Linked DNA regions of Anas platyrhynchos: region 2 is linked to region 1. The links are chromatin contacts, called in public Hi-C maps. All regions are on one chromosome and are shown on one strand. The core of a region is the stretch at or near the end of the contact, and the rest is flanking DNA. Distances in the headings are between cores, read along the strand shown.

Region 1 (4,118 bases), core at 78-2,577:
GGGGTGGGGGATATTGAGGGGGGGGCAAAGCAACGACCTAACCCCCCCGACACCCTCTGGAACATGGTGGTGGCGATGGGGGGGGGTTCGTGGGGTTTCAAACCAACCCGTGGGACAAGGGGGGGGTGAAACACAATAACCCACCCCCCCGGATGGATGGTTATGGGGGGGAATATCCTAAGGGGGGGGGGGTAAAGCAATAAGGGGTGGGGTGGTGATGGGGGGGGGGTACTTGGAGAGGACCGGAGCGAGGTGTTCGGGGGTGGATTTCACTGCTGGGGGGGGGCAACAAGGGGTCTGGGAGGAGGGAGGGGGGGTGGTGGTGATGAAGGGGGGGGGTCTTTGTACTCACGATGAGCGGCAGCGAGCAGACGGTGAAGAGCACGGTCATGAGCCCCAGCAGGACGAGGTGGTCGAGCTCCTCCATGCGGGGGGGGCTGGCGGCGGTGGTGGCAACAGCAGCAGCCGGGGGGGTGGCCGCTGCCCCCCGGGGGGGCTGCCTGCGGGCCATGCCGTAGAGGTGCCGCATGCTGCTCACGTTGCAAGCCCCGATGGCCAACACCAGCACCCCCATCAGGCTGGCGTAAAGCACGGGGAAGCCCAGCTGGCCGACCCCCCCGCCGGCCATCCGGATAAAACACCAAGTGCCGGGGCAGTACTGCATGGGGACCCCAAAACCCAGCAGCGGGAGCGCGCAGAAGAGCGCGCAAAGCCCCGCCGCGGCCGGTGCCAGCGCTGCGCCCAGCCGTCGGGTAAGGTGGCGGCGGTAAAAATAAGGGTGGCCAAGAGACAACCAGCACTCCAGGGCCATGGCGAGCAGCAGGAGGGTGGGGGCCAGCCCGAAGAAAGCCATGAGGAAGGCGAAAAGCTGGCACAGAGCCCCCGGCTCGCCCTCGCCTCGCCCCCCGGGGGAGCCCAATTCGCTCAGGCTGCGGTTGTAAGCGTAAGCGGCCAAAACCATGGGGCTGAGCAGGCACTTGCCCAGCAGATCGGTGACCGCCAGCCCGCTCACCAGCACGTAGAAAGCCGAAACCCTCGGGGGGCGACCGCCGGGCGAGCGGGAGCGCCGGCGGTGCTGGCCAAGCAGCAGCAGGGCGAGCACGTTACCCAAAAGGCCAGCCCCAAAAAGCACCGAGCTGGGCACCGCCGACTGCCCGCTCTCGATGAAACGGCTTCCCCGGCACCGGTAGCCTTCGCTCGCCATCGGGCAGCCGCCCTCGCCCTTCCTCCTCCTCCTCCTCCTCCTCCTCTTCTTCTTTCTTCTTCTTCCTCGCCGCCGCCGACTGGCCCGGCCCCGGCGCGGGGTGGGAGGCACGGGGGAGGCGGCGCGGAGAGGCTCGGGGCGGCCCCCGGGGCGGCTCCTGCCCGCCCCCGGGGTTAGGGGCTGGGGGGGGCACGGAGGGGAAATGGGGGGTGGAGGGGAAATTGGAGGGGGGGTGGGGGGAGGTCCGCTGGGGGGGTGCGAAGGGGGCGGGGGTGGGGGGATGGGGGGGTAGGGGGGTGGGGGGGTGGGGGGAGTTGGTTTCTGGGGGGGTTGGGGGGTGGGAAGGGGTCGGGGGTGAGCTCCTGGGGGGGCTAAAGGGGTGGGGGGTGAGGTTCTGGGGGTGCAGGTAAGGGGGTGATTAGCTCTCGGGGGGCTGGGGGGGTGGGAAGGGGTCGGGGGTGAGCCCCTGGGGGGGCTGAGGGGGGTGAGGGTATGGGGGGATGAGCTCCTGGGGGGGTTGAAGGTGAGGGTAGGGGTCGGGGATGAGCTCCTGGGGGTCTGGAGGTGTGGGTAAGTAGAGGGGAGAGCTTCTGGGGGGGCTGAGGGGGTGGGAAGGGGTCAGGGATGGGCTTCTGGTGGAGCTCGTGTTTGGGTAGGGGCTGGGGATGAGCTCCTGGGGGGATTAGGGATGTGGGTAGGGGTCGGGGATGAGCCCCTTGGGGGGGGTCCCAGGGTTGGGAAGTGGCTGAGCCCCCAGGGGGTCAGGGGTCCAGCCCTTGGGGTGATCAGGGCTGTGCCCCCACTGCAGGGGTAGGTGATGGGGTTGGGACCAAGTCCTTGGAGGGGACTACGGGGTAGAGGGCTGGTGTCGGGCTGGTGTAAAACAGGCCAGGAACGGGCAAAATCCCCCACGAGGCCAATTTCTGCAGGGCTCCGCCTGCCCCCCATCACTCCTACCTGCCCCCCATCATCACCCCCACAGCACCCCACTGCTCCTACAGCACCCCACAAGCCCACCGTGGGGTGATGCCACTGCCGAGCCCCCGGGGAAGGTTCCCAGCCCCCCTGTACCCGCGGCAGAGCCCTGGGGCGAGCTTTGGGTGAAGCCCCCAGCGCCTCTTCCAGGAAGAGCAGCGGCCCCCTCCAGCTGCCTCGCGCATACCGCAGCTCGCAGGATACATGTGATGATGAATAAGCACGAAACCACGGCCGTCTGCTTTCGGGCCCCTTTTTTTGCTACTCGAGCTGAGCGTAGGAGAAGTGCAGGAAAGTATCAAGATGACAGGAGGGGTGGGAAAGGCGCTCGGTGCCCGGCACAGGCACCCGCTCCGGCGCGTTTTGGCGATGGGCTGGATTTTTTCGGGTCGCATCCAAGCCCCCCTCCGGCAGGGAGGGCGCCGAGGGAGAAATTTCAGGGAGAAATGAAGGTGAGCCTGGGCGCCGCTCGGCGTTTTTTTTTTTTTTGCACGTGTGGGTGTTGAAGTGCTGCCCTCGTTAGGGCTCGGCGCAAACACGGCGAGCGTTTCTGCCCCGGGGTGGGGGGGGACCCGGGGAGAAGAAATTCAGCCTGCTTGGAAATTTGGAAATTCGTCCTCCTGGTGGGCACGTCGAGATGAAACACGTTGCGTTCTTCAATGCCATGATGGGCAGCTCCTTTTGGATGGAGAGCATCGCCGTGGGGCCAAACGTGGAGCCTCGTGGTGCTGCGGGGCACGGCACCCACGTTTTGGTGGAGCCCTCCGCGGTGCCGCAGCCCATGCGTCGCTTTTGGTGGCCATCCTGGTGACCCTGCTCTTTGTCCTCGTTCCGGGCAGATTTGTGGTGTTTTGTGCTGAAATCCCACCCGGGGAGCTGCAGCCATCCATGCAGGAGCTTCTCCAGGTGAGCCCCATGCGCTTCGTGCGCTGGCACCCTGGGGATGCCCTCGGAAGGGCACGTCACCGCGGGGCGCACGCTGCTGGGGTGGAAAAGAGGCCAAAGTGTCACCGCTGGGGAGTTCCTCGCCAGGCTGGGCAACGCCAGAAGGCCAAATTCAGCAGAAATTTGTCGCCCCGGGGAGAGGAGGAGGAACCTCGACAATAGGCAGCCCTTTTTTGGAGCGGGTGCCGTCCCCGGGTGCACCGGCACCGGAGAGCTGGCTGGGAACCCTGAAGGACGCGGGGATGCTCGGTCCTGTCCCCAAAACACCCGAAGTGGCAGGGTGATGGGGACCGAGATGGCTTTTGGGGACAACCTCCAGGTCCAGGTGTGACCCCAGGGCACAGGAGGTGGCCACCTCGGGCAGGGGTGGCCGCGTTTCTTCCCATCCTTGCTCCAAGCAGGTTTGGCACCGAGCGTGGCCGAGCACGGGCGCCGCCTTCCAGCCTGCTGCGGGGTCAGGGCGGCTGTCCGGTCAGGAACACAACCACAAAGTCATCTCCCTCCTTTCCCTGCCCCAGGGGAGAAAGCGGCGTGGGCAGCCAGCTGCTCCCGCTCCCCGTTCGGCTCTCCTCTTGGCGTGGGTTGTGTAAACTGCAGCTATTCGGGGGAAAATGATTTTGAGAAAGGCTCGTCACCGCCGATGACGAATCCCCCCTCTTCGTCACGGTTCCGACGTGACCCTCTTCTCGCCGCTCGCATTCCTGGCGGAGAAAGGAAAGAAAGGAAAAAAAAAAAAAAAGGATCAAAACAACCCAAAGCGGAAGAAAAAGCAGCACGCCGCAAAACCCCAGAAGACAAATGAGGAGCTGGAAAAACTTGAAGCATCTGGGAGGAATTTCAGGTTTTGTTTCCAAAACTCTCGCTGACCCCAAGCGGCTTTTCCCCGCCGCCCGGGGGGGTGCTGAGCGGGGTGCCCGCCCCACCGGGTGGCTGCCAAACCCCGTTTTTTCCGCGAAGGAAGCCCGGCGGAGCCCCCATCGGTGATTTCTCGCCC
Region 2 (4,292 bases), core at 377-2,876, 41 kb before region 1:
TTCAGGGCCTGTAGACGGGCTTAATTACATGGGAAGTCTCACAGGCAGCCACAGATTCCATAAATAATACATGACAGCGAAGAATCGGTAACATTTAAAGACAACGCACATCAGGCAGTCTGCTAATAAAGGCAGGAGGGATTGGTGCTTCAGGTGTGTGGTATTTCCTGAGCAGTGTTAAGCGCCAGTTCAGCTTCATTCAGGGCTTCAGCCCTGTCCCCCTCTATAGTCAACAGTATATGGGGGGGTTCTTCTGCACTATCAGGCTTATATGGGCTGAATCTCTTCTAAAGATACCTGTGTCTGCCCCTGACTTACAGGGTTATACCCAGGTGACTTCACTCCCCAACTCATTTCAGTAGCTGGTGCCTTCTGTGTGTTTTCATTCTTCATCAAGGCTTATTTCTCATCCTTATTTCTCACTCCTCTGGGACTGAGCACCTTGTCCTGCCAATTGCAAGCAGGATTCAAACAGCTCTCAGCAGAGAGAAAATGTATAGGGTGTGCAAAGGACTCAGGCAGTTTTCTGGGAAGCGGATGCACTGGGAGTTGCTTACAAGACACCCTCCTGGGAACACTGAGGACAGCGCTGTGGTTTGGATGAAAACAGTTCTGCATTCATAGTTTTCCTGGCACCTTTTATCTGAACTGACATCCTGGGAATAAACAGGAAAGGTCAGGGAGAGTTATCATTGGTAGAGAAGTCATGGTTATTGATTCTTTGGGGTTTCTTTCAGACTCTACAGCTGTTAGACCAGCTGAAGTAGCAAGCTGGGAGAGTCAGTGGATGAAACCCTGCCTCTTCCTGAACCAATGATCAAAACTTGGCTGGCTGTGTGAGGCTAAGCTTTCACCATGTGTTTCTTTAATAATTTGATAACAATCTCAGTACATGGACGCAGCCATAGGCAGATTCTCAACAGAGATTATGAACTGATTGAGGTCAGGGCCTTTCCTCTGCGATCAGTGAGGTCCCACTGAAGAATCCCAGGCCAAACTGGAATCATGAAATGACTCCCGCCTGTTTTTCCTGCTGTAACCTTGGAGAAGATGGAGAATGGCTGCTTTTGTGGAGCTGGAGAGAAATGTAGTGAGTTTCCTGCAAGTTACATCTTTGTCTCTGCTGCTGGGGAAGACTTGGTCACAGGCAGGTCTGTCAGTGGAGCTGGAAGACCTAGAAGGATGGAGGTCCCCAGGTTCTCTGTTATGGCCAGGATGAGGGTGTCTCAGACCTGGTAATTAGGGTGGTCTGGAGTCAAGAGCTTAAAGACGCCAAAGGTTATAGCAGATCAGGCTGAGAGCATGAGCCATATCGACTGTGAATGTTCTAGTCCAGGGGGCATGGCTTAAACTGAGTTTCCAGATGAAAATCAGTGAATCTGTGAACTCCCAAGTAGGAGTCAGTGTCAGGGGATCCAGAGCAGGGCTTGGTAGTAAGAACAGAGTGAGGCAGGGTAGCTGGGAAAGTAAACTGGTGCAAGGGGCAGAAGTCTGGATCAGGAAGAAGAGCTTGAGCTATGTAAGACTTAAAACATGGATTATGTCTTTGGTGCAGTCTGTCAGCTCCCCCAAAAGTGCTGGTATTCCTGTGTCTGCCGTTTGGGGTGGAGCTAACTTCCTAAAGATTCAGAAGCCAAGATCTGCTGTCTGAGGCATGAGTCACCCACACTAAAAGCACGTTTGGAGATGCAATACAGGTCCCACTCGATGCCAACTTTCTGTGCAAAATGGCAGTGAAAATAGGCCATAGGAGATACAGAACAAGAGAATGGAGGAGGCTGGAAACCGGGATGACCCCATGAATCACCCAGTAACAGATGATCAGCAGTAGATCATCACCAGATAAAGTTTAAGTGGCCCCCCAAAGTGGTTTCCCTTTGTTAAGAGATCTGATCTAAGAGGAGATCAGGAGAATCATCTCGGTCTTGCTGAACAGAGCACATTTTCTGCTCTTGCGTCAAGAGCTTTCAGTTCTCTCTGCCACTGGGGCTAACGGCAGCTCTTGTTTTCTTATAGAAGATGTGAATTTATGGAAGGAGCACCCCTAGGACTGTAAAAGAGGTTGTGAAGGTGAGACAGAGTGGTTGCATTTCTTAGGTGTGTCAGTGGACTGTTTTGAAAAGTTCTAGATGGGAGAAACCAATGTGAAAGAAGAGTAATATTCTGAAAAACTGAGCTGAAAAACAATTCTGTTTCCCTCTTCTGTGCTCATGGAGTCTTCTTGGCCAATGACTTTCAAAGACAGGGGTGTGAAGTTGTAGTTCAAAGGTATGAACATCACCTGGGTGATTTAGCAACACAGACTCATGCAGCACATATTCATAGAATATCCTGGACTAGAAGGGACTCATGAGAATCATCAAGTCCAACTCCTGGCTCCACACAGCACCACCCAAAAACCAAACCCTACATCTGAGAGCGGTGTCCAAATGCTTCTTGGATTCTGGCAGGCTCAGTGCTGTGGCCATGGCCTCGGGGAGGCCCTGTCCCAGTGCCCAACCACCTCTGGGTGCAGAACCTGTCCCTAACCCCCAGCCTGACCCTCCCCTGTCCCAGCTCCAAGCCGTCCCCTTGGGTCCTGTCGCTGTCCCCAGAGAGCAGAGCTCAGCGCCTGCCCTTCCGCTCCCCTCGTGAGGGAGCTGCAGGCCGCCATGAGGCCTCCCCTCGGCCTGCTCTGCTTGGGGCTGAACAAACCAAGGGACCTCAGCTGCTCCTCACACATTTTGCCCTCCAGACCCTTCACCATCTTCATAACCCTCTTTTAGACACTCTCCCTTCATGGAACCTGAATCTGAAGCAAGGATTTAGGAGTCTGTTATGGATTCCTAGGCCCCCAGGCTGGAAAAGACTAACACCAAGGAAACATCAGTATAGGAAATGAGGGAAGGAGAAACCAGATCCCCTGTGGTACTGGGGGACGTGGAAGTCTCTGCAGTAGCTGGCAATGAAGAGGTCTGGAGGGAAGTTCCCAGGTTGTGTGTATTATCTATGAGCTACGTACAGAGAAATTGTAACACTCAGGAAACTTTTGGCTGGTTATTCCCCATTCTGTACTGGATTCCTCCTCGTGAAGTGCAGCACTTCACACATAACATTTCTTTTTCATCTCATAACCTTTGGGCCAGCTCTCCATGTGAGCTGTTGATAATGCCAGTCCTGCCCTCCAAAGGATTAGCTGCTTAAAGGATTCTTGATTTTTTCTGCATATCCTGCATTGTTCCCTGTAGCCTTCAGTGATTTGTTGCTTTTAGAAGACCCCTTGGACAGAGTTTCTCTCTATCACTTTTAGTTTTAGTTTCAGTAGCACCTAAAATCACGGAACAGAAGGATCTTATATTTCTCTTTCAACTTTCTTCCCATCCAGCAGCTCAAAGGTGACCACAGGGCTGAACAAACTTTTGCTGACTCAAGTCCTGAAACTGCTTTGTGTTCGGTAATTAGTAACATGGTGCAGCTTGGGATGGTAGAGTGATCATCCCGTACACAGCGTTCCTCAGGCCAGCCAGGGCTTCCTTGGAGATCTGGGTCATTTATGGTACATAATCCCCCAAGGTGGTATCCAAATACTTAAACTTGCATTTTGTGGATATTTAGAGCAGCCTCGCAGCTCAATTTTAACAAGACATCAAAGCCTTGTTTCCATGTCATTTGTTTCAGAGTTGGGCAAGACACAAGATTATGTGGTAACAGATGATGAGAACCAGCCATACCGGATCAGAGGTGTGAAATAAATCCAGGGGCAGGCTTTCAGTTTGAGAAGTTATTTCACAGCCTGGAGAATGACACAAACCATTTTTGCTCTCTCGGAGTGTTTTGAGAGACTCTGGACTGTCTGAGTGGAATTGCAGACCCTTAGATTAGTGCCACTACTTGCTTTTTCTGTACATACATTTGACACAAGGCAGAACAGCAGTGAACTCACGTGAAAGAGCTGCAAAACAGAAACTAAAATAAAAGCTATATAAAATGGTCCAGTGGGATCTCAAGGACAGAAGGATATGGGATGGGAAAACATGCAAAGGTCACCTGTGCTTTCACCCTTGTCTTTGGGGTGCCTTGCCAATCCCTGGCAAACAAATGTCTGTGAGCCTGTGACTAAAACCCTTCCATAGCTATTCTGGCTAAGACTCAGTTATGCTTGTTTCTCAGAAGCTTATTTTAATACTTGGTCAACCTCCCCAGGCCTGCAAATGGACTGCTGCTTGTCCTTTACCAACTGGCAATAGAGAGAGATCTCACTGTCACCTCTGGAACAGACTTTGCATATTGTTGGATTTTATTGTTTCCTTCTT

The links. Hi-C and Micro-C count contacts between places; a contact is called where the count stands out from the background.
Region 2: a Hi-C map of subcutaneous adipose tissue shows a contact between it and region 1, with 2.5 times the contacts expected there. The contact joins the enhancer-like site here to the promoter of LOC106016377 in region 1. A contact is called at or near these places in 2 of 8 Hi-C or Micro-C datasets (skeletal muscle and subcutaneous adipose tissue).

Annotation. Positions count from the first base shown.
Region 1 is chr5:3,377,300-3,381,417 of IASCAAS_PekinDuck_T2T, reverse strand. LOC106016377 (prostaglandin D2 receptor) reads right to left here and starts at 1,327. Exons shown (of 2, transcript XM_027458859.3): 1 at 353-1,327. The coding sequence starts at 1,204. LOC140002556 (a long non-coding RNA gene) reads right to left here. Exons shown (of 2, transcript XR_011809390.1): 2 at 2,417-3,825.
Region 2 is chr5:3,418,740-3,423,031 of IASCAAS_PekinDuck_T2T, reverse strand. TXNDC16 (thioredoxin domain containing 16) reads left to right here. Exons shown (of 21, transcript XM_072038089.1): 14 at 3,658-3,720. Among named protein-coding and RNA genes, the nearest start is that of TXNDC16, 19 kb to the left of the region's middle. Within about 2 kb of position 1,626, at least 1 of the 8 cell types and tissues checked has an H3K27ac peak or open chromatin away from gene starts, as enhancers often do. A contact at or near this core is called in subcutaneous adipose tissue, where this site is marked.